2 separate regions of the Zea mays genome follow, and region 2 is linked to region 1. The links are chromatin contacts, called in public Hi-C maps. All regions are on one chromosome and are shown on one strand. The core of a region is the stretch at or near the end of the contact, and the rest is flanking DNA. Distances in the headings are between cores, read along the strand shown. Region 1 holds the start of LOC100191969. Region 2 holds the start of LOC100382310.

The links. Hi-C and Micro-C count contacts between places; a contact is called where the count stands out from the background.
Region 2: a Hi-C map of tassel shows a contact between it and region 1, with 2.4 times the contacts expected there. The contact joins the promoter of LOC100382310 here to the promoter of LOC100191969 in region 1. A contact is called at or near these places in 2 of 25 Hi-C or Micro-C datasets (ear and tassel).

The regions. Positions count from the first base shown.
Region 1 is chr10:10,753,373-10,756,141 of Zm-B73-REFERENCE-NAM-5.0, forward strand. It overlaps LOC100191969, which reads right to left and starts at 1,320. Exons shown (of 5, transcript NM_001137393.1): 1 at 906-1,320; 2 at 1-175. The coding sequence starts at 1,301.
Region 2 is chr10:11,068,024-11,070,792 of Zm-B73-REFERENCE-NAM-5.0, forward strand. LOC100382310 reads right to left here and starts at 1,345. Exons shown (of 3, transcript NM_001175059.1): 1 at 788-1,345; 2 at 556-698; 3 at 1-431. The coding sequence starts at 1,220.

The sequences.
Region 1 (2,769 bases), core at 70-2,569:
TAGCTATAGTAACTAGAAGACCCTGAGAGAACCCTTTTGAGCCAGCAAAGGAAACACCCACACCAGAGCCTTCTCCAAAAGAATGAAGAGTCATTATTCCAACAACAAGAATAACTTTACTTGCATCTGCCCCTTTTATATCTAACATGCTTACTTCTCCATATTGCTCAAGAAACTGCAGACAGGGAAATAATATAAGTTATGTTATGAAAGATAAATAAATATAAAAAAATAATGAAGAACAGGTTATCCCAATTAATCTGAAAACATAAGTACCAGCTAAATTTGATATGATGATGAACGCACTTAAAATGTAAGTGTAAAGTGAAATATGTACTTTAAGTTTTATTTAGGCATCCTGCACACTACCTTGTAAAGTTGTAAGCATACATATGAGGGAAGTGTGTGTGCACATACATTATGTGAGCAGTGTGCTCAAATATGCCCATTTAAGTTTTGCGGTTGCTAAAACTGTGACTGTCATCAACTCTGACAACTACAAAAATCTTTGGGTGAAAGACCATATAAGTGGGTTTTATATGATTGCTAGCACCACTATGCTGACAAATATTTTGACATTAGCGCCCTTTTAAATGTCAATGATATGTTTTGTTTAGCAACTGCTAACATATCTAGACATATAGGAATAGGCCTTTCACAAGGTCTAAGATAGCTAGTGTTTAGCAACCTTGATTTTGTTTATCACTGGGAAGTGTATCAGATGATTATAGCATTGGTCCCCATACAAAATCCTACTATTGAACAAACTTGTATGACATTCACGAATAGTTCCTTCGGGTATAAATCCACTGAAATGTGGCTTGATATTTGCAAGATGATGAAACTCCTTGATATGAATGGTCAGTAATAGTATCAAAGAAAAATGAAGAAGAATTGTTACGCACCTTCTTACAAAGCCAAATAAATATACCTCCACTCAGAATTCCGAACACAACCCAGCTCCCACTGCCATACACCTGCCCTTCCTGCACAAGGTCAAAGCTGGCGGCCAGCATCACCCCGGCCGCCAGCCCATTGCAAAGGCCAGCCCACTGCGCTTCGAGCTCCATGAAAAAGAAGGGCACCGCTCCCAACCCCGTCGCCGCGGCCATGGCAAGCGTGGACCACGCGACGGTCGACACCGGCACCCTCCCCGCCTTGGCCCCATCCTCCACCACCTTCCTATGTGGCGCCTCCTGTACTAGCCGCACGCTGCCAGGCTCGGTCTCGGCGACCGCCGCCACATCCCAGACCAGGACGACGAGCAGGAACACTAGGATCGCCCCAGCTCTTCTGTCCATGATTATTCACCTGATTGTCCCCCCCCCCCACCCACACACGCCACCCCCTGACTTTACCCTGTCAGGGCAGCGTGGGCGAGAGGCCTGCAGGTCAGCGCAGCCGTGCTGTCGTCAGAGGAGTCGTCAGCGGAGCAACTGAATGGTCATGGCTTCCGCGTGGGTGGTGCTGGGAAGATGCTCCAATCCAATCCCTGGCACAGAAAGGAAGTGCATTCAGCAACCTTGTCCGACCGTCACAACCTCTGCAGCTGAGGAGCTGCCTGAGCACAGGGACGCAAACGACCAGACAACTTAGTAAGCATGAGATCCGAGCGATTTTGGTGAGAACAGTCTGGCATTACTGCGACAACACGCAGCAGACGACAGGAAGCGCGACGAGGTGAAGCGACCGGGATCGGAAAACAGATCTGAGTACCCCGAGTGCTTGTAGTAGCAGCAATACAACCAGAGAGAAGTCCCAGCCAGGGCGGCCTTACCAGCTGGCAGAGGGATGGAACCGAGCCCCCGAAGCCCGATGGATCTGCGCCTCCGCGCTAGAAGAAGGGATGGCGAGGAAGAAGAAGCGGGCGGGCCGCGGGCGGAGAGGAGAGGCTGGGTGTGACGTGGTGGCCCCCGCCCGGCTGCCGGCGAGGCAGATTTAGAGGGCGGGCGGCGCACGCGGATTTGGAGTCGCGGAAACCGGCGACCCCCGGCTGTGGGGGGTGCGGGGCGGTCACGGGCAGGGGCAGGGGCCTCACGGGACGGCAAGCACGGGCCCCGGCTCACTCCACCGAACAACGGGCGACGCGTCGCCAGTCGGGTTCGGCCGTGGCGTGCGCGGTGCGCGGGGAATCTGCCGTACACCTTGGGATGGAAACGGCATCGGAAAATCCGGTATTGACCGATGTTACACTCTATATTTAAATACAGTTTTAAATACAAAACAGTTTTATAAATAATATAGTTTATTATACAAAATAATATTTTAATTGACCATATAAATGAACTGCTGAATACAAAAAAAATACAGGAACAAAAAAATTTCTAAAAAAAGTGGTGGGAACGAAAACGGCTGAAACATTTTTCCAATCGTATTTTTGAATTCCGTATTTGGGGCTATTTTCAACTATTTTGAAAACTGAAATTCTCTCCCGGATTTTTGGGGCTGGGAAAAATTAACTTAATTTTCCCTTGGAATCTTAAGAAAGATTTAAGTTTGCAAACTACCCTTTATATAAGAAAATCCAACTAGTATTTTCCTGTTTTATTTGTATAAAAAATCAGGTCTATTAGAGCATCCAAACCCACCAACCGCATTCAATCTAATACTATTCACAGTGGTTTTCCTAAATTTTTCCTATGTCATTTTTTGCGTCACATTATCAACATTTCATCTCCTAAATATTCTCCTTATATCCACTATCTCTATAAAATATTATTTCCCATACATTTTTATCATCTATACCATTTTTTATATAACTAATAAATA
Region 2 (2,769 bases), core at 95-2,594, 310 kb after region 1:
AGGAACCCCACCACGTTGCCGAAGAAGGGGAGCAGCATGGCCACGACGGTGGTGACGCACACGAACGCCGACCGCCACGTGAGGCGGAACACGCTGAGGGCGAGGGGCCCCACGCGGAGCTCCCGCGAGACGAAGGCGCTGTCGGGCCAGGCCGCGGCGGCGCGGCGCTCCACGAAGGCGAAGATGGGCTGGCAGAACACCTGGTACGCGCCCACCAGGTGCACCACGATGGCCACGTTGGCCACGTCGATCAGCCAGAATGGCTCGAAGAAGCCGAACCCCGTCAGCAGGTTGTCCGGCGCCTTGTCGCCGAACGCCGCGTACCCCATGCACCCGCACAGCATGTAGAAGATGGTCGTCGTCGCCACGCTCAGCCGCGTCGCCTTCTGCATCACCTTCGACTCCGACGGCGGCGGCGCCTTGATCGTGTCCTGAGCAAAGATCCAGAGCATCATATCGGTTAGGAAACAGGGGAATTCAATTCAGAAGAAGAATAGAATACACAGATTAACAGAATCGAAAAGGGACTGGTGGTATTGCTTGCTGCTTAATTACTTGGATCTCGATGAGGATGTTGGAGAAGGAGTAGGCGAACGCGATGTCGCCGAAGGCCTGCAGGCTGTGCCACACTTTCTGCGTGGAGGTGACGTCGGCGCCGATGCTGATGCCGGTGAGGCTTCCCTTGAACCCACCGTTTGCTGGATGGAATCCACAAAAAACCATCAACACATATAAGAGGGGAACCAGAGAATCAGAATGAACACATATATCGGCAAGGACGGCGTACCAACAGTCTGTGCGATGCCGAGGGACAAGCCGATGGCGGAGTAGGTGAAGGACATGACTGCGGCGACGATGGAGAGCCACCAAATCTGGTCGAAGTCCGGTATCTGGGAGAAGAGGATCTGGACGGCGCCGAAGAGGATCATGTAGGGGTTGCTGGAGCTCTTGCAGGGGACGGCGTGCCCACGCTTGTGGAAGCACCCGGCCCTGCTGACGGCCTGCATGCTGATGGAGGAGGCGATGGTGTAGCCGATGGCGACGCCGACGAGGTTGGCGTACTGGATGGCGCCGCAGAAGGCGACCTTGGCGCCGCCGAGGTTGGAGCGCACGGCGTCCATGTACGTGTAGTTGCGCTTGCCCGTGTCCGGGTCCCCCGTGCGGTAGCACTCGGCGAGCAGCGTGGCGGTGTAGTAGGTGACGAAGGCGAAGAGCAGCATGGCGGCGGGGCCGGCCACCCACCCCAGCTGCGCGATGGCCCAGGCCAGGGACAGGACTCCCGAGCCGATGACGGCCGTGATGATGTGCGCGCTGGCCGTCCAGAACGTGCCCGTGCGCCGCGGCCGCCCGTCGTCGTCCAGCCACTCGGCGCCGCCGCCGTTCCCGGCCTCCACCGACACCTCCATCGGCGCCAGGTGCTTGGTGCCGTTGTGCGACGCCATGGGGAGTGTCCTACCCGATGGATCGGAGGGAGCTCGCTGGAACAGAGGAGACCGGACCGGACCGGCCGGACCAGCACCAGCAGCAGCCGTGCAGCGCAGAGGATGGGGTGGGTGGATGGGGTAGGCTGCTCCTGCTCGGTTGTTGGTGAGCGGCGGTGGTGTGTGATGGCAGAGGGGGGAGTGAGGTGGCTTATATATAGCGTCCAGAGGAGCATCCGTGAGCGGGGGCAGGGGCGGACCGGCGGAGTCGTCATGGCCACAGCGCCGCCCGCAGGCAGGCGCGTGTGATGCTCGGTCGGTCAGCGCGCGGCTAGCAGCTATACGTATCTGTTCTTTTTTTTTGGCTGTCAGCTATGTTTTGATTCGAACAGAGCAGCCTATAGATAGCCATACCGCCGCAGGCAACATATTAAAGATATTATTAGCCATGTTTATTAATCTTGCCGTGCTTGTAAATATGTTTAGTCATCGGCACAAGCACGACACTATATATCTAATCGTATTGTTGTGTTAGTACTTTATGTCACTAGCATCTAGTAGTCTCTATACTAGTTCAGACACTATTTTAAAATATCTATAACATTTTTATGATTACAAATAGGATTTCAAAACATGAGTATTCATACCAATATAGACCGGATTTTTTTATCATATTTGAAACCATAACAATTCACATCACAAGTGCACATAACAATCACATTACTGATCTTGAGTTGGCCAAACCATACCTCATCATGCCGACCACTTACTGTCGTGCCCGTACACCCTACCGAGATAACAGCTTAGTCACTGACACTAGACCCCGTGTCGTATAGGCTCAGACACAATCGTGGCGTACCGTGCTAGAGCAATATGAGTCATGTCATACCTAGTGTTGGTCCATTTAAAGAATGTTTGACTCTTCCGACTAAAATTTAATTCATGTCACATCAGATATTTGAATATCAATTATGAGTATTAGATATAGATTTAATAAATTTGTCTAGTCTTTTATTTATCTGTATAATTATTTTTATAACTAGAATATATTTAATATACGTAATTATTATTTAAATATTTGATATGACATATACCAAAATTTAACAACCAAATACTCCCCTCAAGCGGCTCACTTGTCCATCTACATAGCAGCCAAACAAATAGAAATGACTTGTTTATTCGCAGACGTCATTTCTGCTGCGGCCTGCGGGCGGCCTGACGACCGCGGTCTACTGAAGACTCTCGCCGGAATGGTGCGACCGCGGCGTGCTAGATAACGAAATTAAAAGATGCCCGGAGACGGACAAACTCTCGTGAGCGTCTGACGTGTACGTGAGGACAGTCATCG